Regions from separate parts of the Mus musculus genome. Here all the other regions are linked to region 1. A link is a contact called in public HiChIP or PLAC-seq data. All regions are on one chromosome and are shown on one strand. The core of a region is the stretch at or near the end of the contact, and the rest is flanking DNA. Distances in the headings are between cores, read along the strand shown. Region 1 holds the start of Igsf21 (immunoglobulin superfamily, member 21). Region 2 overlaps Igsf21 (immunoglobulin superfamily, member 21). Region 3 has its middle 35 kb from the start of Klhdc7a. Region 4 overlaps Igsf21 (immunoglobulin superfamily, member 21).

Region 1 (3,445 bases), core at 895-3,394:
TGCCACGGGCCAGGGTGAACAGTACTTTCTCCACAGGGTAATGTTCAAGGACAGGGTGGATAGTGAAGATGATTTGGGAATAAAGGTGGGTCCATTAAGGTATAAAAAACTCCAGGCCCAAGATACTCAGCCGTGAAACCAGACTTCCCTGGTTTCAAACTTCTTTTCTCCTTTCCACCCTCTCCACTGACGCCATTCTTAGAGGACTCCGTGGAGACAATACCTTGGCCCTCTTTCCCAGCTGGTTAAGCTTGGGACTGATGGGTAGTTTCACCAATGACCTGCTCCTTTCAGCTCCTCCCCCAAGGACAGTGGTAGGTGGGTGCGGCCGGGAAGCCACGCCCACTTGGCCTTCTGAAGAACTCTTGCCTGTCCTCCTTCACCTGGCTCCATCCTGTTGCACCTAGACTCCAAGAGCATGGAAGGCCACACAGCAATGCATGCATTTCCTGTAAGCCTAGCCCAGCCCGGGAGGGGGGGCGGGGGGGCATCTGGGCTTGGAGCTCCTCAGCCAGGGAACCTCTCACACCGAGGGCTTAGAATCCTGGATAGCTTTTTCCTAAGCCAGAAGCAGAGAGGTGGGAGGGAGAGACTGGCAGGATCAGACAGGCAAGGGTTGTGCTCTTCCCTTGGCTTGCTTAGCGGGGGGTGGGTGGGGGGGAAGCTTTTTTTGGAGGGGAGGGGAGATGCCCTCAAGCTCACCCCTCAGTAGCTTGGGGAAGATGAGACTTGGAGGCGTAGCAAGGGGGAGTGGAGAACAGCCAGGGAAAGGATAAAGGCCCAAGACTCCAGTGTTCAAGCCAGATCCAGCCCAATCAGTCTAGCAACCAATTAGTCTGATTCAAAAAAAAAATACCCACGGAGGGACAAACTGTAATCAAACACCTATTTATAAGGGTTTATTACGATCATTATTATTATTTTACTAAGAGGATCCTTCTAAAGCCTGTCAGGTGAACGTATTCGCTCAGATCTAAATAAATGCAAATCGCTCCTTCCCTGGAGCAGGGAGGCTGAGCGACCCTGAACTGCAGCTAGCTAGCTAGCTGCCTTGAAAGGCCATGTGCTGACAAGGCTGCAGAGGGTAAGGAGGAGAGTGGGTCACTCCGTGGGGCATCCTGGCACAAGTCTTTCCTAGTAGCACCTGCCAGGCCATTACTCACTGCCCACCCCTCTCCCAAGGCCTGCAGCCAGTGGGGCTGCCAGTGTACCCATTGCCCGGCTAAGTAAACTGAGCAACAAGGATGCAGCAGCTTAGTAAAGATAGGGGAGCTGGGACTTCCCTGGAGAATGCAGCATAAGGAGACCTGGGTCCTGGTTTGGGGGCTCAGAGTCACTCTCTGGTTCTGCTGTTCATTCTGGAACTTGACGATCTAACTCCTGGTTCCACCACCCCCACCACCACCCTAAGAGCTAGGAGCACCTGCCTCTTCCTCACGTGGGAGACCCCACAGCCCAGGCTCAATAGTGCGTGAGCGATCAAAGCGACGATCTGACACAAGTTTCAACCCCACCCCGGTTCTCAGGTGGAGGAGCTGGGGTGTCAGCCCTGATTTTTTTTTTAAGGTGACATCTTGGTCTCAGAAGAAAAAGTCGATGCCTCCCTTGCCCGGTCCAGCCTGCACATACAATGCAGCTGTTCTGCGCGGGGCGCGGGCTGGAGGGTAGCCCTTATTTGTGGAACACTGAAGCTCTGAAGCCCCTAAGGACGACGTTCATAGGTGTCAAAGCAAGCCCTGAGGACCTACATCCCTCCGGGGAAAGCATCTCTCTCTCCTGGAAGGAGGAAGGGTGCTTGCATCCACCAAGCGGAGGAAAGGGGCGTCCAGGGACACGTCCAGGTGGAGGGGTGGGGAGGGCGATTCGGGTGGAGCGAAGCTTGGTGTGTGTGTATGGGAGGATGCAGCTCACAAGCAAGCAGTTGTGATGAGATGGGGGTGGGGGGAGCAGAGGGTAGAAGCCGAGAGGGAGGGGGGCGAGTTCTCCTCTCTGCAATAAATCGGCTTAGCGGACGAGAGCCGAACAGCCCAGAACGGATTAAAGAAAAGTCTGTAGAATACGGCAGCGAGCGCAGCGCGGGGGGTGGGGGGGGGCGGGGGCGGGGCGGCAGGAAAGGAGGGAGAGGAGGGGGCGCGAGAAGAGCGAGCGCGGGGCAGAGCGCGGCGGCGCGGGCAGAGCTTCGGCTCCAAACTCCGCCACTGCCGCCACGGATCCGACTCCGGCCGCCGTGGCCGCCTATCGCAGCCAACCAGCCGGGAGCAGCTGCGCGCCCCAGCCAGGTCCGGTGCAGCCCGGAGCAGCCAGTGCGTCTGGTGCAGCCCGGAGCATCCTATTACAGCCCAGAGTAGCCTGGTGGTGCAGCCCGGAGCATCCCGGTACAGCCCAGAGCAGCCCCGGGTAGCCTGGCGGCCGGGCTACAGTAGCATGGGGACCTCCCCTCGGCTCTCCTCGCCTCTCGTCACCGCCACGGCCGGCGGCCCGGGTCACAAGCGCTTCTGAGCCCATGGCGAGGGGACCCACCGCCGCCACTGCGATCGCTGCCGCCGCCGCCGCCTCGGCCAGCGCCGCCAGCTTCTGGACACCATGCAAGCTGCTCCAAGCCTCCGCCGCGCTTCCTGCCTGCTGCTCGCCGCGATTCTGGACCTGGCACGCGGTGAGTGTGCGGGCGCCCGCGGAAGCCCGGGGCCGGGGGATGCGCGCAAAGACCGAGAAGGGCGCGGGCCCGGATGGCTCTGGGAGTCTCGGGCTGTAGGCACAGTCCAGGAGGGCTTCCGTGCAGCGAAGAGAGGATAGATCTTTTGGAGAAAGCTCTCGTGGGTCTGTGCCAGTGGTGTGTGTGTGTGTGTGTGTGTGTGTGTGTGTGTGTGTGTGTGTGTGTGTGTGTGTGTCTTTGTTGGGTCTGTGAGTGTCCGAGAATCAGCTATGTTTGGAGAGGGCACGGGAGTACATTTAGATGTGGCTGTGTGATGGTGTGTGTGTGAGAGAGGTAACAGAGAGTCTAGATCAGTTGCATGGAGAGGTGAGAGAGAAAGTCTGAGTGTTTGGGGGTGTGAACTCCTTCAGGAGGGTAAGTGTGTGAGCGTCGCGGCATGTGGGAGCCTGTTAAGGAAAGGGTGTTTGAGGTGTGGCGGTTCACGCCGATCCCCGGTGTGCTGCCTGGTCTCTAGAGGGCTGTGTGACAGCCGGTGACTGTATTTCTGTTAGAGCTGGACAGGAGTGTACCCAGCTACACGTGGAAGTACAGGACTTGAGGTCCTAGAAGCTCTGGGTTTGGGAGCAGGTGCAGATCGAGGGAACTTGGGCAGGGAACTGTGAGCACATCTGGGGCTGGAGGAGTTTCAACAGTATGGCTCGCATCTGTGTGTGAGTGTGTGTGTGTGTCCCGCATGGGCTTGGTCATGGCCTAGGCTGAACCAGATGGAAGGAAACTGGAGCTCAAAGGCTT
Region 2 (3,279 bases), core at 35-2,534, 160 kb after region 1:
TTTCCTCCTCCCGGGCTGTGAACACATGAGCGTGAGACCCGGCTCTGCCCTGTCCTCTCCGCGTCTGTCACTTCTGGGAGTTTACATTGTACTCATCTCATAAAGTTGTTCTGAGGGACCCACAAGGACAGCAGGGACAAGTGTGTGGCTAGCAAAGCGTGTGAAGTTTAAAATTAGCTCAGTGACTGCCATTTCCATCCATGCAGCCTTCCGGATGTCACATGACCACCCCTCAGGTCAGACATCTCTTTTCCATCCTCCTTCCTGAACACTAGGAAAACCATCAGAACACCCTATCCCTGCCCAGTCTGTATTTTCTATAAGATATGCATATGCTCATGCTATCTGACATGCTGTTATGTGTGTGTGTGGGCAAGTGAATGTGTCTGCCTGTACATGTGTGCACGCAGACGTATGTGCATATATGTGCATGTGTGCGGAGGCTGAGGATAACTTCAGGTCCTATGCATCATCTGTGCTTCGAGACAGTCTCTCATTTACTTGAAACTCACTAACTGGGCTAGGCTGGCTGGTTAGTGAACCCCACTGAATCTCCTGTCTCATAACCCCCACCCCACCTCCACCACTGGGATTACACGCTACGCCTGGATTTCTTACACGGGTCCTGGGGGTTGAACTCAGGTCCTCATGCTTGCAAGGCAAGCGCTCTCCTGACTGAGCCATCTCCTCCAGGTTTATGTGGCTCTCACTGTCTAGCCCAAGCCAGCCTTGAATTTGCTCTGCAAACCAGGCTAGCCTCAGACTTGTGGCAATCCTCCTGCTTCTGACTCTCCAGCACTGGGACCATAGATGTGCATCATCTTGTCTGGCTGGACAGTAGATTTTGTTTATTCTGTTTTTGCTTTAATCTGCCTTATTCATGGCTGTATTTCCAGGATGTAAGACAGGCTAGCACATAGTAGGTGCTCAGAAAAAGCATGCTGACAGAATAATAAGGAATGGTGGGATGCTCTCCCTCCTCCCACACCCAGCACCGCTGTGCTCCTTGTCAGAGACAGACCAAGAAGCCAACAACCTTTCAGCTTCCGGCTTCCCATGGCAGAGAGCCCAGCACCGAGCACACCAAGATAAATACCTATTACCGTGGATGGGATCTCGGTGCCAGCTAGAGTCCAGGCATTTTAATTTTGTTTTGACAAAGAGGCTGATGGGAGAGGTTAGCGAGGCCCCCTGTCTCCCATCTGCTGTGGCCCTGGGCGCCCCAGCCTGCCCTTCTCTGCCTTTGGCAGCGTGTAGCTCAGGACTGTGAAATGTAATTGGCCTGCCCTACTTTTTAACAGAACGCAGACTGAAGGATTGGGTTTTTGGTGGACTGACCCGTTTAAGAGCCTTAAGAGGGAGCTGGGAGTTTCAATTTTCCACTGCCAAAGCCAGGCTGTTTTTAGCTTGGCTTTGATGAAGCACTGGGATGCGGGTTCTGCCTGGGGTCACCCATCAGCTGACCTCATTGGGAAAGGCCTCCTGCGGGGCTCCAGGCCCAGCTGCTGCCAAGCAAGGAGAGTTAAGGTTTGCTTTGCTGATCCAAGTCATTGGTCTATACAATAGATGCTATCTCTCTCACCCGTCATCCATCCCATAGCAAAGATCCCCACCTCCAACTACAGGACGCACTGTGAACTGAGTTTGCCAGACCCAGCCCCTGCCCCAACTGTTAGTGGAGGGACCCCTGTGTAAGTGCTTGGTCTCTGTTCCCAGTCACTTCAACCAGTTCAGTCATTCTCTTCTGGCCGAACTGTACCTGGCTGGCACCCAGGGCATCAGTGTGGACCAACTGCTAGGCTATGGGCTGACCTCTGGCTTGTCTGAGGCTTTGAGGTCATAGCATGACAACCGCCTCCCTGCAGGAGACCACTGCAGGCTGTTGAGCCGATCAACAGCTGGAAAGTAGGGCCCAGCCAGGTTTGCCCAGCTCACCCAGGAACCTACTCTGAAGTGTCCTACGGCTTTGCCATGGGTCGCGCCCCTTCCCTTTGGGCCTGTCTTCTGATCCTTTGTCCAGCTCTGCTGAGCAGGATGACCTGTGGGGGCTTCCATCCCATACTGGAGGAATTTGTGTGATGGTTTGTTATTAGATTTTTTTCCAGGGGCAACAAATAAGATGTGGTATCTACAGGGACCAGAAGGCAGGGCCAGGCTGTGCATCAGGCCCCAGGCTTTCATGGCGTGCCAACAGGCTGACCTAGAACCACAAAATCTCCACCTCATGACCCCCGCTCCTTCTGCTTGCCCTTGTGACCCTCAAGCCACTGGCACAGTACCCTCCCCTGATCGAGACTCTCTGAGCCTCTTTTACAAAGGCAAGAACCCTACTCTGGCTCCACCCCAAGGGTCGGCTGGTGGCTGTCATCACACTGGGGATCAGAGTTCCTTGAGGAGAGTGATTGACTGGGCCACAGCAGGTGTCACCTTTGGAGCCTCCACCAGGACACTGCCCAACTGAGTTCTCCCAACTTAAAGTCAATAGTGACCATCATGACAACCGGCAGCCTGTGCCTCAGTTTCCTCTTGGAGCTGTCGTGAGGACTGAGATGGGAGAAAGGTACAAACACTAAATAACTCTCACCCTTAGCCAGCCATTTCTGGGAGCTCCCTGCTCACAGATGGTTCTAGAGTCATTCCTACGGCCATGATTGTCCTGGTGCCTGAGCTCTGAGGGAGGGTGGAAAGAATTCAGCTTTTAAAGTCCTCATCTGTCATGAAGCAGAGGCTTAGGGCACAGGCGCAGACACAATGCAGACCTGTCCTCTGGTGTGATGGGGACAGGTGACCTCATTCTGGCCTCACACACAGATGGGCAGTGGTGTTCACTAAACAAGGTCGGAATGATAACCAGGATAGAGGTGGAAGAAGGGAGTCGGGCCGTGGGTGATGCACACCTTTAATCCCAGCACCCAGGAGTCAGAGGCAGGCAGATCTCTGTGAGTTCAAGGACATCTTGGTCTACAGAGAGAGCTCCAAGTCAACCAGTGCTACACAGAGAAACCCTGTCTCCAAAAACAAAACAAACAAAAAGAAGAGGAGGAAGAGGAGGAGAAAAGGAGGGGAAGTGTAAGAGAGGATGAGAGGTTTCCCACACTTCTCCTCTTCCTCTGACCACCAACTCTGGTCAACTTCTGTGACCTTCCTGAAGCTGCTCTGACTGGCTTGTACAGGGACAAAGGACAGAGACAAAGACAAAACCAGCAGAATTTCTGGCTTCCTATCAAGGAGCCAGGAACCAACCCAGCACCCTCCGTCTGATTTCTCTTTGGTCAGATG
Region 3 (3,172 bases), core at 623-3,122, 240 kb after region 1:
ACACTATCTCAGCGCACATCCAGAAACACGTCCTTGCTCCCTGGAGCTTCTCGGATCCATCCTGAGAAACTGGGAGGCAGGAACAGAGCCCTAAGTGGGAATCCGGAGCAGGGACTGGATTCTGCCCTGTCGTTCCCTGGAAGAGCCAGGGAAGAGTGAGCAAGGCGCTGGGGAGAACTCCAGCTACCCTGAGCCTACGGGGCAGAGGCTAGCCAGGCTTCTCGTAGGGACCTGACTGCCCACCCAACAGATCAAATCACACAAGAACGCCTCCGAGTTTGGGACGAGCCTGCACCCACCCTCAGTTTCCCCAGACTGATGCAGGTGTACTCAGAGCTCTCTGGCCCCACGCTGATCCCTCCCTTGCTTTCCCCCTTTGCTTTTCTATTTTTACTTCGTATGCAAATCTCCCATCAGACCTAAGCAAAGCATGGAGGAAGTGGGCCAGCGCACAGGATAGGACAGCACGGCAGATTGCAGCCGCGTACTCTGGTAAACACGATCTAATTGCTTTTTCCAATGGGGAAAGTGGTGGGGGCCCGGCTCAGAAAGAACACATTACCAGTCAGCTGTGTCAGGCCAAGGAGGAGGGTAGGGCTGGACCACGATCTGGGGAAGGGGTCATGGGACATGAGGGGTGACCCTGGTGACAGTCCCTGTCATTTGGACCAAAGGCACAAGGTGGTGCTGAGAGCTGGTTGACCAGTTCTCTCGTGCATTTTTACTTGAACCAGCATTGCACCGGGCTGTGGCTCAGTTGGTAGAGTGCCCACCTAACATGCACAAAGTCCTGGGTTCAATCCCTGACACAGCATAAACCAGGGATGGGGTACAGGCCTGTCAGTCTAGCTCTAGGGAGGTGGAGGCAAGGGGATCAGGGGTTCAAGATCATTTACACATCCTGGGCTACATCGGCAATGGCAATACCCCCCCCCCCATCTACCCTGTCCTGATTGAAAGTGCTGAAGGCAGAGACAAGAGTAATTGTCTGCCCAGATCCTGTGGGCCCAGACTCAACAAGCCCTCATGTGTGAGGATCTAACTTGGTATGAGTTCCTCGGTAAGGCTGAGATTAAGACCCAGGCCTGCCTGATGCCAGTGACTGTGCCTTTGAGCTAAAGAACACCGATAAGCTACAGGGTCCCTGGTACTATTGCACGTGTCTAAGTAACAACAGATCCAAGTGCTCATTAAGCACTTATTACCTGCCAGGCCCCAGGCGAGGGATAAGACAGAGCTGGTGCTCTTTAGAAGGCCAGCATCTAAGACAAGGGGACAGGAACCTTTCGTGGATGAGGAAGCTGAGGGAGAGCGAACACCTCGCAGAAGCCAACGTCCTGAGGAACAGGGGTTCAGAGGTCTGTCTCACAGGATAGGTGACTCCGGTGAGGAACCCGTTCATCAGCCGCCACCCCCACATGCCACCCTAAAGCCTGGACGGTGTCCACGCCACCGGCTTGCTCAGCCTCAGTGGGCACTACAGTCCGAGGTAGAACGAGAAACCATCAAGCTCGGAGCACGTGCAGGCCCTGCTCAGAGCTCCGGCTGCCCATTTCTTCAAATCTTGTCACCATCCTCATTACTGTGGAGGCTGCGGGGACTTTGGGGCCAATCCTACTTCTGCCAGTTCTGAGTTAATCCTGGCATGGACAGGGGCCGGTCGCTTCTCTAGAGTGAGCAGCCTGTCCGGGACAGGAGATAGGAGGAAGGAGTGCCTGATCTCAGCCTCTGTAACAGAGCTAAGACGGTGCTGCGCCTACCCCCAGTGCTCCAGGGGGTTCATCTAAACGTGATTAAACAACCATTAGGGCTCTGCGGTTGGGAAATGCAGATTTACAGACTTGCAGACCTCCATTTAAATGCAAATGTCGCTGGTTGGCTGGAACTCGATGCTTCTCTCTGCATTAAAGGCGTCACCTTCCTTTGCCCCTGTATTGCTTCTGAGAGGCTCAATCACCTTGAGCCCGAATGAATCCCAGAAGACCAGGACCCCACCACCCATCCCGTCCTCCACCAGAGCCAGGTACAGGCAGGGTCAGGACCTCAAATGGAGGCTCTGTCTCTCCTTGTCCATTCACGCCCTGCCTGACTGGCTCCCCGGGCAGGGGTTACCCTCTGGCACATAGCAGCAGGTCCCTCAAGGGACTTCCATGAGTTGTCGCCCAGAAAATAGTCACTAATCAAAGCAGAGAACCCCTACCAAAGGCGGGCAAAGAACACAGTGGCCTTGTTGACCACACGAAGAATGCTCTCCTCCTTCCTAGACTTTACAAGACAGAATTTGGAGTCATCCCACACATTCAATTTTTTTTTAATTCAGTGCTAGGACTCCAGAGGAAAGCCGAGGCTCCACACTCACTAGGTGGGCGCCCCACCACTGAGCTCCGGGGCCCCACACTCACTAGGCGATGCCCCACCACTGAGCTCTGTGGACCCACACTCAGTGGGTGGGCGCCCCACCACTGAGCTGCATGCCCACCTTTGAAAGAGAATGTGAGAACAGGAAGGTGAAGAACCATCAGAATCCACTCAGGCGGATCAAAGCCTGGGTCAGGACTTGAACCCAAGTCTGCCTGGTTACCCAAACCACTCAGTTCCCTTTCTGGGCTCTACTCCTAGGCTCCTGTGTGGCCTTTGTGAACAACTTGCCCTCTCTGGGCCTCTGCTGTCGGATCTAAAAATGGAGAAAATAGAAAAAGCAAACAGAACAGGTTCCAGGAAGTAGGTAGGACAGCCTGAGGAGGGGACACCACACTACAAAGTCCTTCATAGCCGAGCCTGCAAGTGGAGACTGTTTATGGCTGTGTACTGGCTGTGTGAGGTAAGGGAGGCAGCAGGGGGTACCACCGACCATGACCAGGAGAGTGACTGTGACTAAGTACCTGCACCCGAGTACCTGGGTGCTGTGCTTAGTCACTCCACATACTCTCAGTTCCTCCTCTGGGCATCCTTGCCAAGTTGGCTTTTAGAATTACTACATGTGTTCCATGAGGCAATCACGAAGGAGGAGCGAGTCAGGCCAAAGGTCACATATGGCCACCGCTGTCCCTGAGGAAGCATACCCAAGGCTGCATGCAGACTGTGGCCAGGCTCCTCACACCCCAGTCCCCAGCCTGTTGCTTTCTCTGACCCTGACCTTTCCATCTGGGTGACCAGATGAACCATGACTTGG
Region 4 (3,250 bases), core at 520-3,019, 140 kb after region 1:
AGGACCAGAAGGTGGCCATGATCCCTGATGGCCTCTCCAGGCTCCTCCTCCCAGCCATTTTTCTCTGAGCACCTGAGACAGAGTGTACCCAGGGCTCACAGGAGGCAGGCAGATGCCTCTCTGTACCCCTCCCCCCTTTTCTGAAAAGAAACGAGTGCCAAGGAGAAATCAGTTGCCATCAAGATGAGAGCAGAGATAAAAAGCATTTTGGAGAGGAAAATAAGCAATGCCCTGGGAGCCCCAGAGAGTCCTCAGGCAGGGGACTTCCTGGCTTGGAGCCAGGTTTCCTGAAACCCAGCGCCCGCCCGGCAGCAACAAATCCCTCCTTTGCAGTCTGCTTCTGCCTATAGGTGTGCCCTCCAGAGGCCTGCCTAGCTTTGATTCCTCAGACCACAAGGAAACCCCAGGCCTCCCCCATGCCCACCCCCACGCCCCACACACCTGCTTCCAGCCGTGCTCACCAGCTTTGAGAAAGCCAGCAGGTGCCTGAAGGCTTCAAATCCTGGCACAGCCACTTCCTACCCAGTGATCTTGAGCCAGTTCCCCCCCCCAGCCTCCCAGCCCCCCGCCCCTCCCCCGCCCCCCGAAAGCAGGCTGACTAGACTATCTTCCTGTAATCCTAGAATGGAATGTGTTAGACATTGGTGCCCATTTTCTCCAAGTCAAATGCTGGCTGACCCATTCGGTGGACAGGTGACCTGGGGTCAGAGTTTCCTGGTCCCCAAACATAACTCTGAGCTGAAGGTGTTCACCCCTAAGCTTCAAGCAACCCTCTCTCCCCACCGCAAGGCAAAGCCAATTTTGCACGGGATCCCCCATCCTGAAAGCCCCTATGTACACACTTCTATCTCTTCTGCTGCTCTCTATCTTCAGCTAACCCCTTGAACTTGGAAAAGTAACATTTTTAACTCCCCCTTTTCTGCATTTTATTTTACAGAAGGGGTCACAGTTCAGTAAGGCCAAGGGATGACCCAGCTAAGGGTCTCCCATTGGAATGACATGAACTTGATCAAACCCCAAACCACCTCTTCCTACACCTATACCATGGTGCCGTCTTTGTTTTACAGTTAATGAAAATAAGGCCCAGAGAGGGTATAGGACTTTTCCAAAGTCACACAGCAGCATGGACTTAAGTTCAGTCCTAGGATTTATGTGCCGGGCTCCTTTAGTCCTCCATGTTCATGCTGAGTTTCTGCACTCTGAGACACCTGGGTATCCTGAGCAGAGGGCACTCCGGGGAGCAGAGCCACCATATGTAGGGGACACAGGGGCCAGTGAAAGAAGAGACTTAATGAAATCAAGCAGTGTTGGGAACATCTTCCCGTGGCCAGCCAGTGAAGGAAGAGCCGCAGTACCAGGCTGCAAGGCCCCATTAGGGCCAGCGGCGGGGCTCCGGGCTCCGCATTTACATATAAATGAAGATATTTACAAATTAATGCATCTCAGCCCAGAGTCCCAGCTCCACAGCTGTTCAGCTGCTTCCTCTTCAGCTGGGAAAGCGGGGTGAGAATGAGGCTGGGAATATTACCAGAAACCGGCAGAGAACAATTTCCTGGGGAGCCTCAAGGAGCCCCAGGGACTCCCCGTGTTTGTCCCCAGCTGGTGGGACGCGATCGGCAGAAGCTGGTCGACGACAGGGTGCCTGCCTCCTGCGGACGCAGGTGTGAGTCCTTGTGATGCTACCTTGGGCTCGAGGGTTCGTCCATTCAGTGTGTGAGGGATTCGGGGTAGTGGGGAAGGGACTGGCTGGGAGTGGAGGATTCGCTCCTTAGACAGGAGTAGGGGGTGGGCGGGGCCTTAACAGGAGTAGGGAATGGGCGGGGCCTTAACTAGAGAACAGGGTAAAGCAAGGAGCTGTAAAGTGTCCGTGTCCGTGTCCGTGTCCGTGTCCGTGTCCGTGTGTGTGTGTGTGTGTGTGTGTGTGTGTGTGTGTGTGTGTGTGTGTGACTTGTGTGGGGACACACGGGTATGCAGAATGATGCTTCCTCGATCTCTCTCTCTATGTCGTACACTGAAACGTGCTCTCCTACCTGAGAGCCTAGCCACTTCACTAGTCCAGCCAATAACTTGACTGTGAGGATAGACTCTAGTCTTCACACTTAGGCAGTAGTTGTGCTGTCCCCTGCATGGGTTTGGCCAGGCTTAGTTTGAGCCTTTATCCAAGCAACTTCCAGGGTGCAATCTCTACCTTGCAAATCACAGCCATGTAAATAAGGGTCATGCAAATAGGGACCATGCAAATAGAGGCCATGCAAATCAGGGCACTCCTGATCAAGGGTGGGTCGCAGGGAATAGGGCCCGTGTGTCACAGAAGACATCCAAGCTGAGAACTAGAGTGCAAACAGTCATGCACAGAGGGTGGGGCAGGAAAGCAGGGGTCACTCCAAAAAGCAGGCAGAGCAAGCACAAAGGCCCTGGGGTGAGAAGGGCTGCCTGGGGCGGAGCATGGCCAGGGCAGAGGAAATAACAAAGTAGCAATTTACCCTCAGCACCCCGGGAGCCACGGGGAGCCACGGAGAGCAGCTGGCCCACCATGACCTGCATTTGAAAGTTCACCCTGGTTACTGAGACAAGAAAGCTAAGTGATCCCCGGAGGACGCTGGGGCCTGGTACCAGAGTCCCACAAACACTTGGTAGCACGTGTTCTCTCACCCACGGAGACCGACTGGCTGTTTGAGCACAGCATGAGCTGAGCATACTGCTATGATATATGATAGCAGAAAGTGGGGTGGGGGTGGGGCATTGGCAGGTAGACACTGAAGGAAGTGATTGTCCCCAGTGGCTCTGACGTGTACACTAGAAATTGGATACCATGGAGTCCCCATCAGGCATTAAAACCTGTCTGTCCTTCCCCATGCTTTCACCAGACAGCTAGGTTTCCCCGAGGGTCAGTCCCTCCTCCCCTCCTCAGCACCCCAGAGTCTGTTTGACATTTAGAGAGAGACAGTATATGGTGGAGTCTAGAAAGAGGGGAAGTGGAGTCCAAACAGATATATAGCTAACCATTGCAACAGTGAAGCCGGAGCTGTCTGAGGACTTGCTCAGACACACGCCGAGGTGACTCAGCTGGCAGGGCTGAGGAGATGGTGGCCACAGTGGCATTGAAAGTGGATCTGAAGTCAAAAGTGGCTTTGAGGCAAAGTGGATATGGCTGGTGGGAGGGGGGACTGGAGCTCTGAGTGGAGACACGGTATGTTCAGTGGAGGTGGGAAGGTGCCCAGAAAGGGACAAGGCCACTCCGAGTAGGCAG

Evidence for each region. HiChIP or PLAC-seq counts read pairs in DNA pulled down with a chosen protein or histone mark.
Region 2: a contact with region 1 is called in an H3K4me3 HiChIP or PLAC-seq map of forebrain, with 2.6 times the contacts expected there. The contact joins the enhancer-like site here to the promoter of Igsf21 in region 1. A contact is called at or near these places in 1 of 39 promoter capture datasets (hippocampal neurons), 9 of 484 Hi-C or Micro-C datasets (the AtT-20 cell line, the N1E-115 cell line, cerebral cortex and 4 more), 8 of 115 datasets of contacts at active chromatin or transcription factors (embryonic basal ganglia, embryonic forebrain, embryonic hindbrain and 4 more) and 2 of 9 other capture datasets (adipose tissue and embryonic stem cells).
Region 3: an H3K4me3 HiChIP or PLAC-seq map of embryonic stem cells shows a contact between it and region 1, with 8 times the contacts expected there. The contact joins the enhancer-like site here to the promoter of Igsf21 in region 1. A contact is called at or near these places in 3 of 484 Hi-C or Micro-C datasets (all in embryonic stem cells) and 7 of 115 datasets of contacts at active chromatin or transcription factors (SST interneurons, astrocytes, embryonic basal ganglia and 4 more).
Region 4: an H3K4me3 HiChIP or PLAC-seq map of embryonic forebrain shows a contact between it and region 1, with 4 times the contacts expected there. The contact joins the enhancer-like site here to the promoter of Igsf21 in region 1. A contact is called at or near these places in 1 of 39 promoter capture datasets (hippocampal neurons), 2 of 15 datasets of contacts at CTCF or cohesin (hippocampal excitatory neurons and stem cell-derived epiblast-like cells), 25 of 484 Hi-C or Micro-C datasets (the AtT-20 cell line, the N1E-115 cell line, cerebellar granule neurons and 12 more), 16 of 115 datasets of contacts at active chromatin or transcription factors (astrocytes, embryonic basal ganglia, embryonic forebrain and 9 more) and 3 of 9 other capture datasets (adipose tissue, embryonic stem cells and macrophages).

What each region holds. Positions count from the first base shown.
Region 1 is chr4:140,245,510-140,248,954 of GRCm38.p6, reverse strand. It overlaps Igsf21 (immunoglobulin superfamily, member 21), which reads left to right and starts at 2,144. Exons shown (of 10, transcript NM_198610.2): 1 at 2,144-2,653. The coding sequence starts at 2,584.
Region 2 is chr4:140,082,741-140,086,019 of GRCm38.p6, reverse strand. The region is part of intron 3 of Igsf21 (immunoglobulin superfamily, member 21); the gene reads left to right. Among named protein-coding and RNA genes, the nearest start is that of Gm52685, 14 kb to the right of the region's middle. Within about 2 kb of position 1,284, at least 36 of the 459 cell types and tissues checked have an H3K27ac peak or open chromatin away from gene starts, as enhancers often do. A contact at or near this core is called in cerebral cortex and forebrain, where this site is marked.
Region 3 is chr4:140,000,946-140,004,117 of GRCm38.p6, reverse strand. No RefSeq gene overlaps it. Among named protein-coding and RNA genes, the nearest start is that of Klhdc7a, 35 kb to the right of the region's middle. Within about 2 kb of position 1,872, at least 15 of the 459 cell types and tissues checked have an H3K27ac peak or open chromatin away from gene starts, as enhancers often do. A contact at or near this core is called in embryonic stem cells, where this site is marked.
Region 4 is chr4:140,102,025-140,105,274 of GRCm38.p6, reverse strand. The region is part of intron 3 of Igsf21 (immunoglobulin superfamily, member 21); the gene reads left to right. Among named protein-coding and RNA genes, the nearest start is that of Gm52685, 33 kb to the right of the region's middle. RefSeq lists an enhancer at 1-2,405. Within about 2 kb of position 1,769, at least 46 of the 459 cell types and tissues checked have an H3K27ac peak or open chromatin away from gene starts, as enhancers often do. A contact at or near this core is called in cerebral cortex, differentiating embryonic stem cells, embryonic basal ganglia and 7 more, where this site is marked.